3 separate regions of the Gossypium arboreum genome follow, and all the other regions are linked to region 3. The links are chromatin contacts, called in public Hi-C maps. All regions are on one chromosome and are shown on one strand. Each heading gives the region's core, a stretch centred on a gene start, on an enhancer-like site or on the middle of the called end of the contact. The rest is flanking DNA. Distances are from core to core; before and after follow the strand shown. Region 1 holds the start of LOC108461232 (protein BASIC PENTACYSTEINE4). Region 2 holds the start of LOC108463709 (tRNA-dihydrouridine(47) synthase [NAD(P)(+)]-like). Region 3 holds the start of LOC108463087 (30S ribosomal protein S31, mitochondrial-like).

Evidence for each region. A called contact is a pair of places that touch in the nucleus more often than the background predicts.
Region 1: a Hi-C map of leaf shows a contact between it and region 3, with 4 times the contacts expected there. The contact joins the promoter of LOC108461232 here to the promoter of LOC108463087 in region 3. A contact is called at or near these places in 2 of 5 Hi-C or Micro-C datasets (both in leaf).
Region 2: a Hi-C map of leaf shows a contact between it and region 3, with 5 times the contacts expected there. The contact joins the promoter of LOC108463709 here to the promoter of LOC108463087 in region 3. A contact is called at or near these places in 2 of 5 Hi-C or Micro-C datasets (both in leaf).

The regions. Positions count from the first base shown.
Region 1 is chr13:46,974,886-46,979,417 of ASM2569848v2, reverse strand. LOC108461232 (protein BASIC PENTACYSTEINE4) reads left to right here and starts at 3,010. Exons shown (of 3, transcript XM_017760991.2): 1 at 3,010-3,146.
Region 2 is chr13:46,876,897-46,881,043 of ASM2569848v2, reverse strand. LOC108463709 (tRNA-dihydrouridine(47) synthase [NAD(P)(+)]-like) reads left to right here and starts at 1,808. Exons shown (of 10, transcript XM_017763612.2): 1 at 1,808-2,302; 2 at 2,459-2,575; 3 at 2,667-2,903; 4 at 3,020-3,263; 5 at 3,421-3,704; 6 at 4,068-4,147. The coding sequence starts at 2,021. It overlaps LOC108463711 (bZIP transcription factor 29), which reads left to right. Exons shown (of 5, transcript XM_017763616.2): 5 at 1-17.
Region 3 is chr13:47,287,959-47,292,338 of ASM2569848v2, reverse strand. It overlaps LOC108463087 (30S ribosomal protein S31, mitochondrial-like), which reads right to left and starts at 1,519. Exons shown (of 1, transcript XM_017763027.2): 1 at 1,107-1,519. The coding sequence starts at 1,452. The coding sequence ends at 1,180.

The DNA.
Region 1 (4,532 bases), core at 1,761-4,260, 310 kb after region 3:
TTTGATAATTTGGCTTGGTATTCAATTAAATTATTTCCAAACTTCAGGATGGCCTTGTAGACATCTTAATGGGCCATTTTTTCAAGAACTTAGTCTTGTGATCCGTTTGCTCTCGAAATTGTCTCGTTCAAGCCCGTATATGAAATCCAATGCGCCTTGGCTGCAAGATTCAATTTCTTGGACCAAGATTTCTAAGATTTGAAATCTTGATTTTTTTAATTATTGAAATTGTCTAAAACAATAAAATTGGATCAAGATTCGATTTCTTGATTTTCTTGAAAACAAGAAAGTTAATTTTGATTTTCTTTTTCAATCGTGTGTGCATCTAGGGCCTTGGTAACGAAGCCCTGGATGATCCTGTTCAATCTTGATCAGATTTGCTTGGCCTTCGACCTCGTTATTAGGCCTTGAGAAAATTTGATTCCATTACATTCATGGGTTTGAAATTGTGCCTTGAGACTCACATCACTGAGTCAAGAAAGGAGAATTACATGATACGGAGAATGGTGCGCACCAATATATGACAGCCCTTTATGGGACATTCGAGTGCCCCTCGTGGGACATATAAGAGCCCTTTTATAGGACGTATGAATGAATAAAAGTCCATGGCCATGGCATTACTGTAAATCTCGAAGTTCGTCAAGGTTATCTTATGCGTAGAAGTTTACCAAGACTATTTTATATGTGGAAGTTCGTCAAGACTATCTTTTGTGTATGACATTGCAATAAGGGATTTACTTTTAAGAATTCGCTTATATGTTATCTATTTTTAGAAGTAGACTATGAAGAATGAGTCATCCGTTATTATGGGAAAATGGTAAGATTTGATGGTCTGCCAGATTTGTCTAGTTGAGATGAGTTAATCTCTTATTAATCCATAATGGGGATTTTCCTTATGAATATGTTGATGTGTTTCGTAAAGCAATAATCTAAATACTTGGGTCTGAAACATGAGCCATGAGGATTATAATACGAATCTAAGTTTGTTAGGACTAGCTATTAATAGTAATCTACTATAGGGACTATTCGCCGAGATAAATCTTATTTGTTACCTGTAATTATTGGAGGAAAGTGTAGTATGGGAATTATCCATGGGTTTTCTTACACGAGTTCTTAAGTAAGAAGCCACAAGGGTTTCCTTTCAAGATAATTGTTGCATAAGAGTCTGCAAAGGCAGGTAGTGGGGATAGAATCCACGAGGATATTTCGCCAAAAGGAGTAATCGCTGTTAAATCAATATTTTGGTATTTAATTTATGAAATCTCATCAGTGGAGGCTTATGGTGTGCAAGGCATATTATATTTGAATATGATATCTTCTGTTTTCAAATCGTTGAAAGTAGATTATCTACAATCATGTAAGATGGTTTGTTCTCAAGGATGTGCGAATAAGTAAGCGAAGGTATCATTGAAGATAATGTGTCAAGTATAAGCAAGTCAATACGTGTAATGAACATATTAAGCCAATGGGATTGGCAAACCTTTCCTAGTGTAGACAGTCAAACTTTAATACTAAATTAAAACATCATCTTGTTAACATTCTGCCAATGCAATGTGTGGATGACTCACTAAGTTCATTGAACTTACGTGTATGCCATTATGTAACGCAGGTATTACAGAAAGATGCGAGGATTCGAGGAGGGACCAAGCCAAAATCCGTCGAGCTTGGCAAGTTTACATTTCAGTCATAATACGCATACAACGAGGCTACCTTTAAACAGAGCCTCGGGGTCTTAACCGTAACTATAATTAAGGAGTCAGAATATATATTTTCAATACTAAGTAATTATTCAATAGGATAAAGTTACTTTGTGAAATCGTTGTATCTTAATTTAAAATTTTATCAATTGAAATAGATTTTTTGAGATTTGTTAAGCTAATTAGTAATGGTGTTATAAGTATTATTTATCTTACACTATTTTAAAATGCAGATTATAATAACAAATGTGTTAATTAAATTTGAAAATAGAGTGTAGCACCCTATAACTCGGATCCGGTGATTGGGTCGTGTAAGGGGTGTTACAAGACATTTGTTGTTTTGAAAAAAAAAATTCATATTAACATCACCTCAGTATAACATAAAAAAAATGTTAGATTGTAATAGTATATTGCATATTTCTTAACTTTATTCATAAGTGGAATTGGGATGATCCATACCTTGAAGAATACATGGAAGAAGGAGATCTTGATGATCCACAACAACCTCAACGATCGAAAATTAATTAGGGGGTATAAATACCAACTTCTAAAGATCCTACAATAACAAGAAAGCATATTCAAGCAAAAATCATCAATCAAACAACCTTTGTACTCAACACTTCCATAATTCTCTTGTGATAGACTTGTGAGCTTTCATTGTTTTTTCTTTTGCTCAAGTGTATTTTTGTATGTTTGTACTTAATTGGCAAACATTCTGATCTTATTGGGATTATTTCTTTGTTTGCTTCTTTGTAATTTTTTGAGAGGGTTTGTATCTTAAGATTTGGGTAGAAATCTTAAAAGAGTTGTAAGGTTAAACCTTATCCTCAAAGTTTGTACAAATTAGTGAATTTGAGAAAATCCTTAACTGTGGAAAGCTAAGGTAGTGGAGTAGATAATTGGGGTTCATTGTTTCATATTCTTTCTTTGGTTCTACCAAAAATTTTAAAGGCCAATTCACCCGCCTTCTTGGCAATTTTGGTTTGATCAATCGAGCTAACAATAACCAATTCTTAAACTGGTCCTTAAAGTTTTATTTGTTAAAAAAGATACTTAAACTATCAATCTAGTCTTATTTTACCAAAAAAATATGTGACATCCAATAAGAACATACCACGTTAATTTAGATATCACTTTTGACCAAAAAATTTTAAGAATAAATATGAGGATTGAAGTATAATTAAGGGACTAATTTACTAAAGCCTTGATTGAATTATACAAAAGAGTAGAGAAAGAGAGAAAACGGCAACGTTTGCTCTCTAGACCCAAGAAAGCTAAAACGCTGCCGTTTGAACATGAAGAAAATCATTTATCTGAATTTCAAGTTACAAACCTTTTCCCAATCATTTAACTTTTGTCTCTGGCGATCGAACTCCGCTCTGGTTTCCTTTCTGAGAAGGAAATTTCAACCATCACTCCATTTCTCTTTAAAAGTAATTTTATAGAAGTGTAAGTTTTTATGTTTTTTGGTTCTATTTTTTTTTTCATGATCTTCCCACATGAATCGAGCATTTGTTTTTTTGAGGTTATTAAGCTCAATTTTTTGAAAAATAATTATTCTATAAAAGGGATTTTCGATCGTGGTAAAAGAAAACCCTAACTTTACTGAAAGTTAGAACTCACTTGAGTTGTATCATTTTTCTCATTCACATTGTCACTTTTTGGTTTTTGTTTATTTTTTACTTCTTATTAATTACTCACATTTATCTTTTGTTAACTAAATGTTTCGAGTTGTCTTTCGATTTTCTGCTCGTTAATAAACTCGGGTTAAAGAATGTGCTTAATTAGCGCTTTGCTTACATGTATTTATGTTGGTCTCAATAGATTTTTTAAACATAATTTAAGGAATTTAGGGATCTGCATTGTTCATTGGATGTGCATGGAAATGATATGCAACAATTATTTAAGATTTGATTTCTTTTTCTTTCTTTCTTTTTATAGTTTTTATGTCTGTGTTTTAATTCATCTCGGACTTTGGGTGTATACCACAAGAGATAGCTATGGAACTTAAAAACAATGGTTAGCAATTGAAAAACAAAATGTACTTTTGAGTTCACTTTTGCATAAGATGGTATCAGGGTTTGCACTCGCTTATACTTGAGAGCTGCTTATCAAGCTTTTTGGGCTTTATTTGGTGCCTACTTTTGATGCTTTCCTAATTTATGAACTTGCTAAATAAGTTTTTAGTAAATTATTACAACATTGCTTGATTGCATTCGTAGAAGTTCGTGTGTTAACTATCCTGAATGCATTTTAGTTATTTCGTTGATAAAGGCAAATGCCTTTGTAACAGTTCCAAAATTGTTTATAACTCAATATTTTTGAGTCTCTTGGGCTTTAGTGTTTAATCCTTGACTTTATAAATTTCAATTCTAGAAAGGATTTTTTTGTTACATTTTTTATTTCTAGTTTTAAACATTCTTTTTCCAAATATGTTGACTTCTTACACTGGTTACCAATTATGTGGAGAGCTTGGAATTGCTCTTTATTGTTCAGTACTGATGCAGTTTTCAATTCCAATTTCTAGTGAGAATATGTTGTCACTCTGGCTTTTGCCTTGATTTTTAAAGTATGTGGAGAAGCGGTGCTAAGTGACTACAAATATTCTTAGCACTGTCTAAAATTGCTTGGTATTGCCTTTGATATATTGCTGAAACTTATTTATCAGAAAATCTATTCTAAGTTCACTAATAATTTTGTACTCTTGGTCTTGCTGAAACTTATTTATCAGAAAATCTATTCTAAGTTCACTAATAATTTTGTACTCTTGGTCTTAGCAATACCGTATTTCTCTTGATCTTGATGACATTACCAAAGGGCTGAAAATTTTCTATT
Region 2 (4,147 bases), core at 559-3,058, 410 kb after region 3:
TTCTCATTTCAGTAAAAGAGTTTGGGCATTTCATTTGAGCGACTGTGGTTTTTTTCTTTTGCAGTTTGTTCTATCAATTGATTTTCAATGTACTTTGGGTATTTGCACAAGTTGAGTTTTATTGCACCAAAATGTAGCAAAACCAAACTTGTGAACTGAGAGAGAAAGAAAGCTAGTGTTTTCATCCCATGTATGTGTTTAATCATTCACTAAGCAGGCAGTGTGATAAGATTGGGACTTGGAAGCAATTAATCTGAAATCTTTCTTTTTAAAATATCAGATCAGCAAAAACTTTTATCACAGAAGAGCTTTCTTTGGCATATTCAGAGCATAGTTTCTTGTTCATTTGTAAAAAGTTTGAAACTTACAGAACATTTGGTTGGCTGGCATGAATAGCGAACCCATTCTGCGTTTATTCCAAGGGGAATAATTATTCCATAAATTGGTTTAATAAATTCCTTATTCAGCCGATTTAGAATTTATATCTCATTACCGACAATAACGAATTACTATTCTTCATTCTTACTAAAGAATGGCTGTTCCGCACAACAGCGAATAGCATTTATACATATATATATATATATTTAAAATTTTACCCTCATCATTTCAAGTTAAACCAAGACAACTTTTGTTAAATTTGATTTGGTTTTTTCAATATCATTCTCACTACAGAGGCAATAAAACAACTTCTTCGGTTTTTTCTATTTAAGATTAGCACTAAGGATTTTAAGCCTTTAAATTTTAGGAGTTCACAACAATTAAGAAAACCAAAATGAAGACTTGGAGCGATGGAAGACCACAAAAAATGCAACGGAAGCTGAAGATTATTTTTGTAATCAAAGTTTATTGTTATTTTGTTTTTTGAAAAATCCAGTAGAAAATAAAAAGTGAGAAGTTATAAGAAATCTGTGATGAAATTCCATAAAGCCTTGACGATGGTTGATAGTGACAATGAGATCAGTTGCAACGATGATGAGTTAAGAATGGAAACATTCTGAACAAATCAAAGTTGGTCAATTAAATTAAATTAAAAAAAAAAAACCAGGTAGAACTCCAAAAAAAGAAGAAAGAGATAAAAGTAATATTAAAATAAAAATTTTATACTTTTATAAGTAGGATTTTAATAATATTTCTAAATTTTTAAATATGATTTTTAGATTTATTTTGAAAATTAAATAAATTATTGGTAAATAACGTTATTATTATTTAATGTAAAAGGTGAAATTATTCATTTTCAAATAGTATGTTTTGACATAATATTTATAAATTTATTAAGAAATGAATAATATATTATACTATTAAGTATATTTATAATATATATTACTAAATTATAATATTTAAATTTTCTACATATATCATTTTTATGAATTATATCAATTTTAATAATAATAGAATAATAAAAATATTATTATTTAATTTAAGGATGATAATATCATTGAACACTTATTACTTTTCTCTTCCTTAGTATCATTATCAATCTAGCCAACTTAATACTATTACTTGTTTATTCTATTCAATCAACCAAACAACATAATATCTATTATTTTTATATTCTATTTCTACACATAATTAATACATTCCTAATTTATTCCATTTTATTAAACCAAACATGGCGATTGGATGGTAGAGTGGCTTAAGAGGTTAGACTCAAGTTCATGGTATGGCTTTAAATCTTTCTAATAATATTATCCTTTCCCTTCTAGATGAAACGACGCCGTTTGCTTTTTACTCTCCACCAAAACACGGCCTCGTTTTCGTCCTCACTCTCCTCATGAAAACGGCATCGTTTGCTTCTCAGGATAACAACGACATCGTTTTGTTTCTCACCGTCAGCGTAGTAAAGGCGCGGCACTTTTGCCCTGTGAATATGGGGTTACCCACGTTATGTACACTTACAACAACAATCCCACTGAACATAAACCCTAATCAGGAGCCACTCCTCGTTACTGGAAACAGAGCTTTAATCACTGCAGGAGATTGACAGGGAACTGAGTGCCCTCACCCAGCGAACTCGCCATCGATGGATGACTGTCCGAAAGATATCTGTGCGGTTACAGACTCTTCGACGGAAGGGGTCCCGGCTTCACAGCCGCCTTTGGACCCGAATGGAACTACTCAACGTTCACCGGAAGAGTTAGTAGCTCGAGCCATTGCACCTGTAAAGCGAGAGTTTCTTCGACCTCCACCATCCTCTAGAACCACCCAAAACAGCCCCGCCTCTGACACCAACGTCAAGCAACCTCAGGCAAACGTTGTCCAGGAAAAGAAATCGAAGCGGCAACTCAAACGAGAGCGTCGTCAGGTCCCAATTTTCTTAACCTGATCTGTTTCCCTTTACAAAAGCAATTGTTATTTGCCGGCAGGGAAAAAAATATTTTTTTTTATTGTTGTTGTTGTTATTGTAGTAGTGGAATGTAAATTGAAAAGTGATCGTTGAAGATTTGTTTTTCTCCTTCAGGAGCAAAATTCTCCTTTGAATCTATGTCCTGAGATAGCAAAGACGGGAGATGTCAATGCATGTTCTTATAAAGATAAATGTCGTTTCAGCCATGACATTGAAGCCTTTATGGCTCAGGTATTTGAATACCCATTTCCTGACTTTATAATTTGATCAAATCTTGCTAATTGGGTTTTTTTTAATAGTTTTTTTTTTTTTTTGTATGTAGAAACCGGCTGATCTAGAGGGTGACTGCCCATTTATAAAAGCTGATGCACCCTGCCCTTATGGTTTAGCCTGTAGATTTGCAGGCACGCATAAGGATAATGCTCCCATTGCTACTTCTAATTTATTGAAGAAAAGCTCTGAAGTCAATGGACTAAGCAAAGATGTTCAGAAGCTTTTGTGGAAAAACAAAATGCGCTTTACTAAAGCGGATGCTGTAGTTAAATCTCTTGGACTGGCGGTACAATGAAATAATTCTTTTATTGGTCCTTATTTCTTGCATTTCTGTTCATTCCATCTTGTTTTATAATCATTATGGTTTATTGTTAGTAACTTGTTATCAACGCGATAATTCAGGGGCCCAACTGGAAAGTAAAGAAGCTGGTAGATAAGGAGGAAGACGAAGTTGGTTTAGATGGTTCTCATGCTGCTGATGAGACCAATTGCAAAAAGGTGGTTGATGATTCAGTTGACTGTTCTGAGTGTCCTTCAACATTTCCAGCAGCAGTTAATGCTGAGGAGGCATGTGAAACTGATGAGTTGAGACCCTTGAAGAAGGCCAAGTTAGTGGTTGATGAAAAGTGCTCTGATGAAGGGGAAGGTGATAGACTTCTTGTGGATTTTTTATTCTTTACTAATTTTTGAACTGATAATCTAGTCTGTAACTCAGTTGTGTAAATTGACAGATGCAACTGTTTTGGAGAATGATAATGAAAAAAATTCTGCTGAAACTGAACTGGCAGATAATGTACTTGCAGAACCTGATAGGAGCCCCAAGATATGTAATTTGAAAGATGCGACTGTTCTTGAGAAGTATAATGAAAAAAAATCTGCTGAAACTGAACTGGCTGATGATGTACATGCAGAACCTGATAAGAGCCTCAAGATACACCCTCGTGAAAAGATGCTTATTGATTTTAGAGAGAAGTTGTATCTTGCTCCTCTAACCACAGTTGGGAATCTTCCTTTTCGTAGGGTTTGCAAAACACTGGGAGCAGATGTGACATGCGGTGAAATGGCAATGTGCACCAACCTTTTGCAGGTATGCATATCACAACTGCCTAGTGTTTTTTGGATCAGGGGCAAACTGCTACTTTTTCCTTCCAATAAGTGTCAGAAATTGAAATAATGGGCTGCGGTTAGCCAGTTAAAGTACACCCAAGGGAACGAATAGGCATAATTTTTTTTCTCAGCAAGGTATCCCAAATAAGAAACTAGTGATGTCTTGCATTAACTGGTTTGCTATTAGAATATACATCTTGATTGGAAGCTAACAGTTAGTACTTGAACTTCTTTTTGGCTAGCTCTTCTGGTGGCCCTTTCTTGTTTTTTACATTTGTTATTACTATAAAAGTGCCTTCTGTGCTTCATATGTTTCTCCGTGGCGCTTATCCTGTGGCAACAGGGTCAAGCTTCAGAATGGGCTCTGCTGAGGCGACATTCATCCGAGGATTTGTTTGGAGTCCAGATATGTGGGGCATATGC
Region 3 (4,380 bases), core at 270-2,769:
CAGAGTGAGAGAGTGATGCTGGACGAGAATGAAGAAGATGCATTGTAATCTGTTTTAGGTAAGAACATTTTGGGGTTAAGCTCTCTCAAGTCGGGACTCATTAACTGTTATCACAATGTCAGTGATCTGGTTGACAATGGTCAGGGGAGAGCAGGCACTATAATCTTAATGACTTCAAATAGGGTCACCACCAATTTATTTGTATTTCGAATCTTGGAACCCTTCACCATAGAAAAGATTGAAGACATGAAACTGGGTTTCATCATGCGCTAATGCAGGTTTTGAAGTGTTTTTTACTTGACATTCTACAGAGATTAAGGGAGAATTGAGTCACTTGAACCTTGAGCTCTGAGGCAGATGCTTTGTTCCTTAGCTCACATGTAACTTTGGGAAACACAGGCAACAAAGTAATGCAGGAGTTTGCAAATGTTGATTTTTAGCAAAAGGTAAATGATCTCTCCTCTCTTATTCTAAATCAGATTAACTATGAAACAATTTTTTTTTTTAAAAAAAAAACCTATATCCAGTATAGCTATTATGAAATATGACATACCTTCCAAAAATTTGGATCCGAGATATATCTTCAAAGGTTCATTATTTGACTGTTTAGGGTCTGCACTAGAATTTCAGTACTCTGGGCAGCAACCTCATTTGATGGGTGATCTATCTATGAGGCCTATGGCAACCGGAATTGCCTCTCCTAACCTAAACGTTTTCTGAGGCCATGCTTTATGTTGCAGCAGATGAAAACCAAGCCCTTGAATTAAACCAGGGACATGCATTCAAGTAAACATCCGTAAAACTGGTTCTTTCTAAAACCATAAATCATTTACCATGAAGAACATCATCTCACTCCTAAATTCCCAATTTTCAACTCATGAATGGTATCTTACTCAAGACCACTCTAACTCCTAATTCAGCTTATCTGAAAAAGACTCACAGTTTCCTAGGGGCTCTGCTTCCTCAACTACTAATAATTGCTGCATATAATAATTAGGGTTTTCTCTGGTTCTTATGCAACAACCATTCAAAACACTTAAAATTGTTTCTAGAACTTAAACCAACAAATATAAAAGCAAAGCTACTAATAACAAAAACCCTGAAAATTGTACAAAAGTTTTTGCTTTATTATTACAGCTATTACAAAAGAGAAAAAAAAGCATAGTTTTTGAAAAATAATCAGATGAGCTTGAAGGGGAGAGGCCAAGGGGTAGACCTGGGAACTTCGACCTTGTCTTTGATACGTTCTATCTTCTTCTCTTTCTTGGGTCTGGCGTTCCCGTACGATCCTTTGAATCTCTTCCCTTTCTTCGTCTTCTTGTCACCTCTGCCGCAAAGGGTCGGTGCCGGCGGCGACGCCATTACTCCAATCGGCGAAGCCGATGATAGAGCAGGCCACTGCTTCATCACCACTCTCCTTGCTACGGTGCCGCACCACTGAATTATCGCCATTTCCACGGCTATCTATCAGTAACGGAGGCAGACAATAGAAGCCTAGAAATAGAATCATTGGGCTTTATATTTTATTTTGGGCTACTTATTAACCAACCCTCTTTTCTATTTGGACCCATTTTACATTGCTTTCATTTAATCCACTTTTTGTACCCTCTATTTTACTTTTTTAATTTTCAAAATAAAATAAAATAAAAACTTTGTTTTAACTAAGTCCTTTTCATAAATATTTTAAAAAGAATAATGTCTTTTAAGTAAAATTTGATATTCAAGTACTTATATATATACTATTTTTTATCTATGTAAAGCACGAAATTTTTGTATTTAATAATTAAAATTTATTAAATTAGTTCATTTAAGTTTTTAATATTTTTAATATTTTAAAATAAAAATATTAGTTTCACATTTAAAAATATTATAACTGATATTAGAATCAATTAAAATAATAATATTTGATAAATGAAATATCTTTAATTTAAAAATTAAAATTAATCTAAGAAAGTAAAGTTCCCATTTTTAAAACAAAATATTAATTTTTCTTTTTTCTTAATGAAAGCTATAAGAAAAAAGTTTTAACTTTCATTTAGAAAGTTGATAAGTCGCTATTTATAGAGTTATTTTTAGGTAATTAAAATTTAAAGATAATTAGTTAATTGAGTCTTAGTTTAATTAGCATGAGCATTGTTGCTAATGCAATAGAACATGGGTTTGAGTGTGATAAAGCGCATTATTCTCCTATTTATGGGTCGTAGAGGGGTATGGGTAGTTCTAGGTATTGTGTAAAAAAGAACAAATATGATCAAAACTTATAACGAGATTGTTTAAAAAAATTAAAAGTAATTATGAATTATAATTCTTAGCTCGATTGATCACTAGAATAGAATTGTAATCAGTAATTCAATCGTTTCATTGAATGGAATGGAATTGAGTTGTAATAGTATTCTTGTGTTTGGTTGAATGGAATAAATGTTGTAATAGCATAGGGAAAAAGGCTTAAATGACCAAAGTACTATTAGCAGAATTTTTTTTAGGTAGATAATTATTGTTATTGTTATTAAATTTTAACAGGATTATTATTAAATATAATTTAATAAAAATAATAATAATTTTAATCATATTTTAATATAATTATTATTAAAATATGAATTAATAAAAATCATAACATAATCTCATTAAATTAGACCTAATTATGGGTCGGGCCACTCGAGGCCTGAAGGCCCACCCAAAATGTGGGAGGGTTTGAGCAAAAATATAGGCCCAAAAAATGGGTTTGGATAAAAAATAAGGCCCGTTTAAAAAACGACCGAGACTCGGGTAAGGTATTTTTTGCCTCGGCCCAGCCCGGCCCGAATTCACTAAAAGACAAAAAAATATGCTCTTTTTTTAATGTTATTTTCTTGTTATTTTCTCCTATTTTGCTACCATTTTCTCTGTTATGTTGTTAATATTTTATTGTTATTGTTTAGATATTGTATAAAATTTATTTTATTATTTATTTTGTTATTATTTTAAAAGAATTTGTTAATTTTGTTATTATTTTAGAGGCATTTGCTTGTTAAGTTATATTTATCTTAGTGTTATTTAAGTCTACATATTTTTAAAATTAATTTTCAATTTGTTGGGAAATATTTTTTGATGTTTTAGTATTTTTTATGTATTATATATATTTAAAATTATATAAAAAATTAATACGGGCGGCTGGACTAGGCCCGAATTTTAGCATTTTTATCCGGGTCGAGCTTGGGCAAAATTTTAGGCCCATTTTTTAGGTCGAGCCGAGCCTGGGCCTAGTAATTGGGCCTAAATTTTTCGTTGTCCCAGCCCAGCCCATGAGCATTGTAACACCCCCTAACCCTTATCTGCCACCAGAACAGGGTTATGAAGTATTACCGGACATTTCAGATCAAATATGTACATTACACAACCAACTAATATGCACATTACAAATAACCACATTGTCCCTTTCATGAGCCCTTGAGGCCCAAAATACGTATTAGAAACAAATCAGGATTAATTCGAACACACAAGGAAATTTTTCGTGAAATTTTCAAAATTTATCCTAGAAACAGGGCACACATGCTCGTGTGAATCTAGGACACGCCCGTGTGGTCTTGGAATATACCCGTGTCTCAAACAGTGTCCTACCCCATGTAACTATCTAACTAGGGTCACACGGCTAGCCACACGCCCGTGTGCTAGGCCATGTGTCTCACACGACTGAGATACACACTCGTGTCTCTGCCCGTGTATAAATTCCTGGGCATTCTGTTTTGAAAAATTTAAGCAGCAGGGGACACACGGCCAATTCACACGCCCATGTGTTAGCCGTGTGTCTCATTCGGTCCAGTCACACGCCCGTATGTCTGGCCGTGTAGACTCAATATGAGCCTTAAACATTAAGGTTACCATTCCCTGCAATCTTGCACATCAAGCAACTCAAAACCATTTATTCAACCAATTTAAAACTCATTTAAATACACTTTAAACATGTTGAAATAGACATTCTAAGTACCTAACCAATGTACCTTCATAGGCACTCTACCTAATTTATTCAAACACGTATATGCAAATTGTTACTAAATTATCTTTTAGGAATCAATTATCATTATACCTATATGTTCACACATAACCAATATGATTTTACGCACCCTTTTAAGTTTATTCGACTACTACTTTATCTCTCATCATTCAATCATATCAATATTTTAAGGCAATCATGTAAACACCACAATATCAAACATAAGCCAAATACATGATTAATTTTAACAAAACACCTATAGACTAATCTTTAGTCAAAATAACCTATACATGTCATTATAACCAGAATCAAGTTATCAATAATTACCAATAAAACCAATGGATTGTGTGATATAGCTCCGATAAGCTTCCAACTCATTCGAGCTCCCGATAACCTGTAAGGTAAATAAA